2 separate regions of the Capra hircus genome follow, and region 1 is linked to region 2. Evidence: chromatin contacts called from public Hi-C data. All regions are on one chromosome and are shown on one strand. The core of a region is the stretch at or near the end of the contact, and the rest is flanking DNA. Distances in the headings are between cores, read along the strand shown. Region 1 holds the start of WDR88 (WD repeat-containing protein 88). Region 2 holds the start of CEP89 (centrosomal protein of 89 kDa).

Region 1 (3,570 bases), core at 963-3,462, 150 kb after region 2:
TGAGTTTAAGACTGGCAGCTCAGGAGCTTTTGGCCCCAGAGCAAGCATGGTTTTTTGTTTTTTTAGTTCCTTCCCGAGGGTCATACATGAGATAGGTAAGTGAAACCAGGATTAAAACTTGCTTTTATAAATGGGTCTTAACATAAGAGGTGGTGAGTCTCTCTGTGTGTTTCGGGGGGAACAGAATCTTAAGAGTGCAGATTAAATGCTGCTTTCTTTCATGGTGTGGGTCACTCTCTGTATTTTGTGCCACTTTGATTCAGGGAAAGGCCTGGCATTTTCATATTCCTCCCCCACTGAACCATCTAGTTTTTCTATTTGTATCTAACTCTCTCTATTTCCTCTTGCAGGCTGAAGCGTCTTCCACTAAGGAGGCAGTAATTGAATTCTGCCCCTGCCTGTCCTAATACCAGATCTCCTCCAGGATGGAAGTTCATTGATCATTCAGTTAATACATTGTACAGATTGTATTTATATGTAAATTCATGCTGTGAAATAATTTTTTTTTTAAACCTTGACATTTCAAAGCCTGCCTTGGAAGTTTGCTGAAATTGATTTCTATTTTTAACTTCTGTTAGTGTCAGAGAAAGAAATTCAGACTGTACAGTTTAATTAAAATGGTGTTTTTCTATTTTCTTCTTGATTTTCATTCCCTGAAACTTTTTAAAAAGAAATGAAAAGTGAAGGCTTTTCTCTGGTTTTGTGGTAAAGAAAGCTAGGTTCAGATAAGGAGAGTCTGACTTACCTAAGGAATCGTATGGGAGCAGGGAGGTCGCTTTCCCATTCTTGTTTTCCTGGGGGGTGTGGTTCCTTCCCTCCCATGGTTGGTGCTGGGAGCCAGGAGCCCAGTGGGCGGCACAGCCCCAGGATCCGGGCAGGTGGCCTCAGCCTCTTCAGGAAGAAGCCACCAAAGTATCTGAGGAAGGCACTGGGACCAAGAGTGGAAGAGTGTGTGCCCACATCTGGGATCGCACAAGCTCCAGGTGTTTTCACTGTAGCTCTGGGTCCCTGCTCTGTTGCAGGGGATTTCCCTGGAAAAGGCGATGACACCCACTCCAGTACTCTTGCCTGGAAAATCCCATGGACGGAGGAGCCTGGTGGGCTGCAGTCCATGGAGTCACTACGCATCAGACATGACTGAGCGACTTCACTTTCACTTTTCACTTTCATGCATTGGAGGAGGAAATAGCAACCCACTCCAGTGTTCTTGCCTGGAGAATCCCAGGGATGGGGGAGCCTGGTGGGCTGCCATCTATGGGGTCGCACAGAGTTGGACACGACTGAAGCGACTTAGCAGCAGCAGCAGCAGGGGACTTCCCTGGCCATCCAGTGGTTAAGACTTAGCCTTCCAATGCAAGGGGGTGTGGGTTCGATTCCTGGGCCAGGGAGTCAAAATCCCATGTACCTCATGACCAGAAAACATTAAAAAGAAAAAGCAGTATTGTAACAAATTCAATAAAGACTTTAAAATAATGGTCCATGTTAAAAACAAACAAACAAACACACAAAAGAGAAGAGAGAAGGGGATACTTCTCTCCTGGTCCAGGGGTTGAGAACCTGCCTTCCAATGCAGGGGACATGGGTTTGATTCCTGGTCAGGGAACTAAGATCCCACATACTGTGGGGCAACTAAGACCTGATGCAGCCAAAACTAGCAAAGTAAATATTTTTTAAAAAATGAAAAAGTAAATAGTTTTTTTTCCATTATCAAAGTAACATCATAGAACGATCAGAATTGTGAAAAATGAAAGAAGAAAGGCACTTCTTCACCCCAGAGATGACGCCGTTGCTCTTTTGTTCTAATTTCACACAGTCATTTTCTAGCACTGAGTCTGCTCCAGGACAAGTGGTGACATTTTGTTCTTTGGTTTTTCACTAGCATTATGACATACTTCCTTCATGCCCTTATATGTTGTGTGTACCCACCCCTACCAGCTGCGTCTTAATTAATCCAGGGTACATTCTATACCTTATGGGTCATTTCTCTGTTGTAGAACATGAGGTGCGTTGTCCAGGAGCCCCTACAAACGGTTTCACACATTTGGCCTCATTCCTTTTGTGCCCAGAAACTCGAAGCCCATTTTCCTGGGAGTAACCCATGCTGCGGGGTGAGAGGAGGCAGTGAGATCGCCGGGCGCAGGGAGGGCGCGTGGGTCCCAAGGTGGGGGCGGGGGCGCGTGGCGCCACCGTTCGTGGCCAGGCTGGGCTCCGAGATGGCCTCCCAGTCCCCGGGTACCCCCGGCTCCTCAAAAAAATCCGGCGAGGATGGGAAGGAGACACCCCGGAAAAGTAACTTGCCGCTCTCCTTGCTCCATATCCGCGACGTTACACATCGCCGGTCCAGCAAGCTGCCCTGGGTAGATGTGGTTAGGGCTTGTGGCCGCTTCAGGCTATCGCTCCTGCAGGTGCGGCGCAGCCGGCTGCTGCCCTCGCTTAACCCCCTGGCCGTAGGTGATGAATCGCCACCACCCGATACTCTTTGGATGCCCTGGATGACCCAGAAGGTGTTATGGGGTGACCAGGAGCCCCTCTCCAAGGTAAGAACCGCCCCCAAGGGGAGGGGCTGTGGCTTGCTCCCAATAGTGGCTGAGAGCTCAAGTGCAGGAAGGGGACCTAGAGGACCAAGCCCCTGCAGTGGGGCAACCGGAGGAGAGGCGGGGCAGCTCAGGAAACCATGCTGGGAAAGAGGACCCGACTCAACCCAGACCCTGTGGGACTCTGAGCCCCTCAAATGTCCCCAGGGCAACACTCCCAAGTGCATGCCCTGGGGGGATTGAAAGAGCCCTGTCACCCAGGAAACAGCACTAGAAGCAACCGCAAATAGCAATAAAATACAGGAATAAAAACCCGACAACACTATTGTGTATTCTAAGTGCTAGTTGAGAGACAATGCATTGCTAGAAAAGAAGGCTATTGGCTGGGAAGAGGAAATAATCTGTGAACAGGACAGGGAGAATTCTTGGGGGTGAAAAAGAGGATTTTCAAAGCCAAAATCCTCCCCGGAGGTTTAAAAAATCAGATCAGAGAACTGAAACAGAAAATTAGAAAACCAGCACATGGGATTCTCCGAGAAAAAGTATAAAGGAACAATAAGGATGAGAGAAAAGTAAGGCGGAATGCAGGGGAGATGCAGAAAAATCGATACATTGGGTTGGCCAGAAAGTTTGTTTGGGTTTTTCCATAAGAAGTTACAGAAAAAGCTGAATGAACTTTCTGGTCAACCCTACATATATAAGAGGTGTTGGGGGTGGGGTAGGGGAAATAGAGAAGGAGACAAGGATATGTCTCTGGGGTGAAGAAAGAATGGAGGGTTCATGTGGCAAGAGATGGTCAAGTTCAATGCAAGATTGGAGGGACACATAAGCTACAGGTGGCCAATGCCTGAACTGTATGAAGGAGCAAGGCTGTCCCCAGACAGATGGAAAAGCCTGGGGTCAAACTGAAATGGAGGTTTCTGCAATGTCAGAGGAACTCGGAGCCAAGTCCACAGTTGGATCTGTTGAATGGCTGACTGCCTCCGTCAGCACCCCCTGCAGGGGTGCATTGGGATCTCCATGGGGAAGTCTGCTT
Region 2 (4,051 bases), core at 865-3,364:
ACACTTGTCTGCTGCCTCTCCTACCCCTCCCCGCCTGGCAGAGGCTCAAGGACAAAAAAGCCTTTTCTTCACCTTTGAATCCCCAGAGGATAGCATCCAGTAGGTCCTCCAAAAAGGCCTTGTGAGTTCTGTTTATTTTTTTGATGGAGTGAATCTCTTATAGCAGGCTAAGTGTATCTCCCCTGTACCACGATAATCACTTCCTAACTGTGGTTCTCCTGCCTCCAGTCTCTAAAACACAGGATGGTCCTATCTCAACCCAGCATGAAAACTCCCGTGGGCAGCCCCCCTCTCTTGTTGACAGAGAAATGTCCTCTCATGTCCCAGAAGGCTGCTGAGGCTGCTGTCAGCTGGTTCCTAGCAATGGCCGGCCCTCCTCATCGCTACTGGAAGGGTATCTCCATGCTGTGGCACTCAAAACTGCCTTCCCATTTCCACACAGATGATTCATCCTTTGTCAGGTTTTTGTATACGCTGTTTTCTCCACCTGTAATTCTCCTTCCTTATTCCTCCCAAGCAAGGCCTGGGTCAACTCTCCGGGCTGACTTTGCAGCCCCTTCCCTGGCACCGACAGCTAGAGCATTTTTTGCCTTACCATTTTGTGCTGAATGACTTATGGGTTTGTCTACCCTTTAGCCAGTGTGGCCACAGGCTCTCAATCAACTGTGGGGTATCTGGCACACACACACAGCAGGAATTCAGTAACACAATAAAAACATCAATAAACATGCTGAGTTAGCAAAATTTCAATGGCAAAATATGCTTTAACTATCCCTTCACTGCTTCTCAACATCCACCTGTCTAAAATGACTTCAGGGGACTTCCCTGGTGGTCCAGTGGTAGAGAGTCCTCCTTCCAATGGAGGGGAAGCAGTTTCAATCCCTGGTAGGGAACTAAGGTCCCACATGCCTCAGGGCAACTAAGCCCCCGTGCCACAACCAGAGAAGTCCTCAGCCCTTGCAAGAAAACCCAGCACAGGCCCCCACCCCCCCAAAAAAAAAATGACTTCAGCAAGTCATACAGCCAAGAACAGCAAGCTGAGTTAGACATGCTTTAGGAATTCCAATTTGAAAGGGAGTTCAGGAGTACCCTTATCAAAATGCTTTCTTTGCATTTAAAGTACTGAGTTTATGAAGAACTGGATCTAAGCAGGTTTGGAGGTTCACCAGGCAAGTATGAAAAAGAAACACAGGAGGAAGGCGACTTGGGTGGAAAGTAGTGGTTATGATGATGACCCACGGAATGAGAAATCAGGACTGGGAAAGACAGCAATGAGTACACTGGTAGGATAAATAGACGGGGGGGGGGGGGGGGGGTTGGGCGCAAGAACTGTCGGTATCAGGCTCCCTAGTAGGAAGAGGGGTCAACGAATGAGCCTGGGAGAGTGTGCAGGCAGTGAAAGAATTTCCACGAGAAGTTTTGGAGGGAAGCATTCCAGGCAGAAGAAAAAGTAAAGGCTGAAGGACAGCAAGATGGAAAGAGCTGGAGCGTCCAGGTGTGTGGCTTGAGGGCATTAGGCACGAATCAGAACTGCATTTTAAAAGAATCCCTTTGGGTGCTTTGTGAAGAATGGACATAGGGAAAGGGAGCTGCTGCAGCAGTCCAAGTAGATGCTGGAGGACGGGGTAGGAACCGGGATGGCTAGTCGATGCACATGGTGGAGTGTACGTGGTACGTGGCAGAGGGAGGAATCCAGAATGACATCCCATCAGGAACTAGACAGTAGTGCGTCGGCAGGAGTGAACTCCCCGACACCCAAGCGAAAGTTACAGGCGAGACAGGGCGAGTCCTATCAACTGAGGCCGACACTAGAATAGAAAATTAATGTTCTAAACACTAACCAGCTGGGCTTCTCGAAAGGAAAACCACCTTCTGTTGAGCCGCTATCTTGCCTCCATCCCAAATCCCAACTCCTCCCCACTTAACTCCTGGCCCCACGGGCCAGAGCGCAGGCTGGGTGCAGATATACTTACATACTTCCTCTTGCGGCCTCTCTGAAACCCCAGGAGCATCCTTGCTGTGGTTGATGGCCAGACCCTTACTGGACTGCACGGAAGATCGGAGGTGAGGACCACTCCCTAAAGTCTGCCAATCCCTCGAGTTGGCCTAGCCCCAGACGCCTTTTCTCAGCTACGGACTTCGCAACAACTACGTCTGCCATTGGCTCCGCTTTTGCTCCGACCAATCATAGAGGAGGTTACTTCACGTCCGTCGCTCTTGGCAACCAGTGAGTACCACGCAAATCCTCACAAGGGCCTCGCTGTCCATTCTCTTATTGGTCAGATCAGATGTCGATCTCTGAGGCTATAGCCTATCCGGTGCCGGAGGAGGCGGAGGGCGGGCAAGATGAGAGAGTAGCGAGGCTTTCCGGAGGCACCCCGGATGTGTCGCTCAGCAGGTAATGTTGCGGAAAACCCAGACCTGGTGCCGAGGTGGCCAGCTCGGCCCCCGCCCTGGACTGGACTAAGAAACCACGGCGCGGACCGAGCCAGGGTTTCAGGGGCAAGACAGGTGACGGAAATAAAGGACGCTTCTTCCAGGACAGGAATCTCCTGGTTCTTAAACTTTGGCCTGTAATCCAGCCTTTTAAAGAACACTCTGCAGTCGGGCTCCTGCCAAAGAGGCCCGGGCTTCGAGTGAAATGGGCTGTGTCCTAGAGAAACTGCTTAAGTGCCGTCTTGCATTCCCTTCATTAGATCGAGGCCGCTGATGGAAGGCAACCCCCCTGATGGCACTGGCCCCATGCATGTACCATTTGGGCACATTGTGGCCAATGAGAAATGGCGCGGTTCGCAGCTGGCACAGGGAATGCAAGGTCAGTGGGCTCCCTCTGAACAAGCCCTCTTTCATCTCATCCTGCTTTTTAAAAAGTTCCATCTATTGCCGTGTTTTCATCTAATGAACACGGAACTTACTTTCTTCTCTGTGTTTTAAGGGAAAATTAAACTCGTTTTTGAGGATGGCCTGACACCGGTAGATTTTTACTTATCTAGCAAATCCTGCATTCTTTATATCACCGAAGCTGAGTTGGTGGCAGGAAATGGCTACAGAAAGAGACTTGTTCGGGTTAGAAATGTAAGTACTGAGTTAAACAAATGGACTTCTTCCCCCTCCCTTGGAATAATCTGTATAAAACCATTGGCAATTGCACCCTTGGATAGCTGCTTTATCTTGAATGGAATTTTGTTACAGAATAGTTTCCTGTTTCTTTCCTTTTTTTTAAATTTTGAAGTCCAATAAACTTCAAGGGATTGTGGTAGTTGAAAAAACGCAGATGAGTGAACAGTATTTTCCAGCTGTACAGAAGTTTACTGTTCTGGATCTTGGGATGGTGTTGCTTCCAGTAGCCAGCCAGATGGAAGCATCCTGCCTCATTATTCAGTTGGTAAGTACCCATTCCTACTCCTCCACAGTAGCCCTGGTTTAGGACTTTTGACTGATCTTCCTGGATCCTTTTCTGACACCTGCCCTTATTATCTGTACAATCCATGAAGCCAGTCTTTATCCATCTCTGGATTGGTTTCTAAAACCTTTTTGATGAATTTAAGCTCAGAAGCTCCCTCTGCAGCTAGCTGAGCTTGCTGCCCTGTCTGCTGCTGCTGCTGCTGCGTCACTTCAGTCGTCCGACTCTGTGCGACCCCAGAGACGGCCGTCCCTGGGATTCTCCAGGCAGGAACACTGCCCTGTCTAGGCAAGCATATAACAAGGTGAACAAGTTGGAGACCTGATTTTAACCTCTCAGGCTATGATGACTCCTTCGTGCACTGTTCTGCATTTAAGTTGGTGACGTTGTCAGTTAGTGGCTCCTTAGCCTCATCCCTCCGTATCCTCTGTTCAGCATCAGAAATTCTGTCTGCAAGTTCATGTGCTGTTTCTTTTTAACCTAGTGGTTTCCATTGTCCTCATTGATTATTCAGCATGGTTGTACATTAGAATTTCCTGGGGAACTTTCTTTTTAATTTTATTGGAATATAGTTGATTTACAGTGTTATGTTTCAGGTACATAGCAGAGTGATTCAGTTACACATACATTCATTCTTTTTGAGATATT

Evidence for each region. A called contact is a pair of places that touch in the nucleus more often than the background predicts.
Region 1: a contact with region 2 is called in a Hi-C map of blood, with 2.6 times the contacts expected there. The contact joins the promoter of WDR88 here to the promoter of CEP89 in region 2.

Annotation. Positions count from the first base shown.
Region 1 is chr18:44,601,483-44,605,052 of ARS1.2, forward strand. It overlaps WDR88 (WD repeat-containing protein 88), which reads left to right and starts at 2,213. Exons shown (of 11, transcript XM_005692488.2): 1 at 2,213-2,537. The coding sequence starts at 2,214. GPATCH1 (G patch domain-containing protein 1) reads left to right here. Exons shown (of 20, transcript XM_005692246.2): 20 at 351-636. The coding sequence ends at 381.
Region 2 is chr18:44,454,465-44,458,515 of ARS1.2, forward strand. It overlaps CEP89 (centrosomal protein of 89 kDa), which reads right to left and starts at 2,115. Exons shown (of 19, transcript XM_013971319.2): 1 at 1,974-2,115. The coding sequence starts at 2,012. It overlaps FAAP24 (Fanconi anemia core complex-associated protein 24), which reads left to right and starts at 2,320. Exons shown (of 5, transcript XM_005692245.2): 1 at 2,320-2,398; 2 at 2,697-2,815; 3 at 2,936-3,075; 4 at 3,233-3,385. The coding sequence starts at 2,710.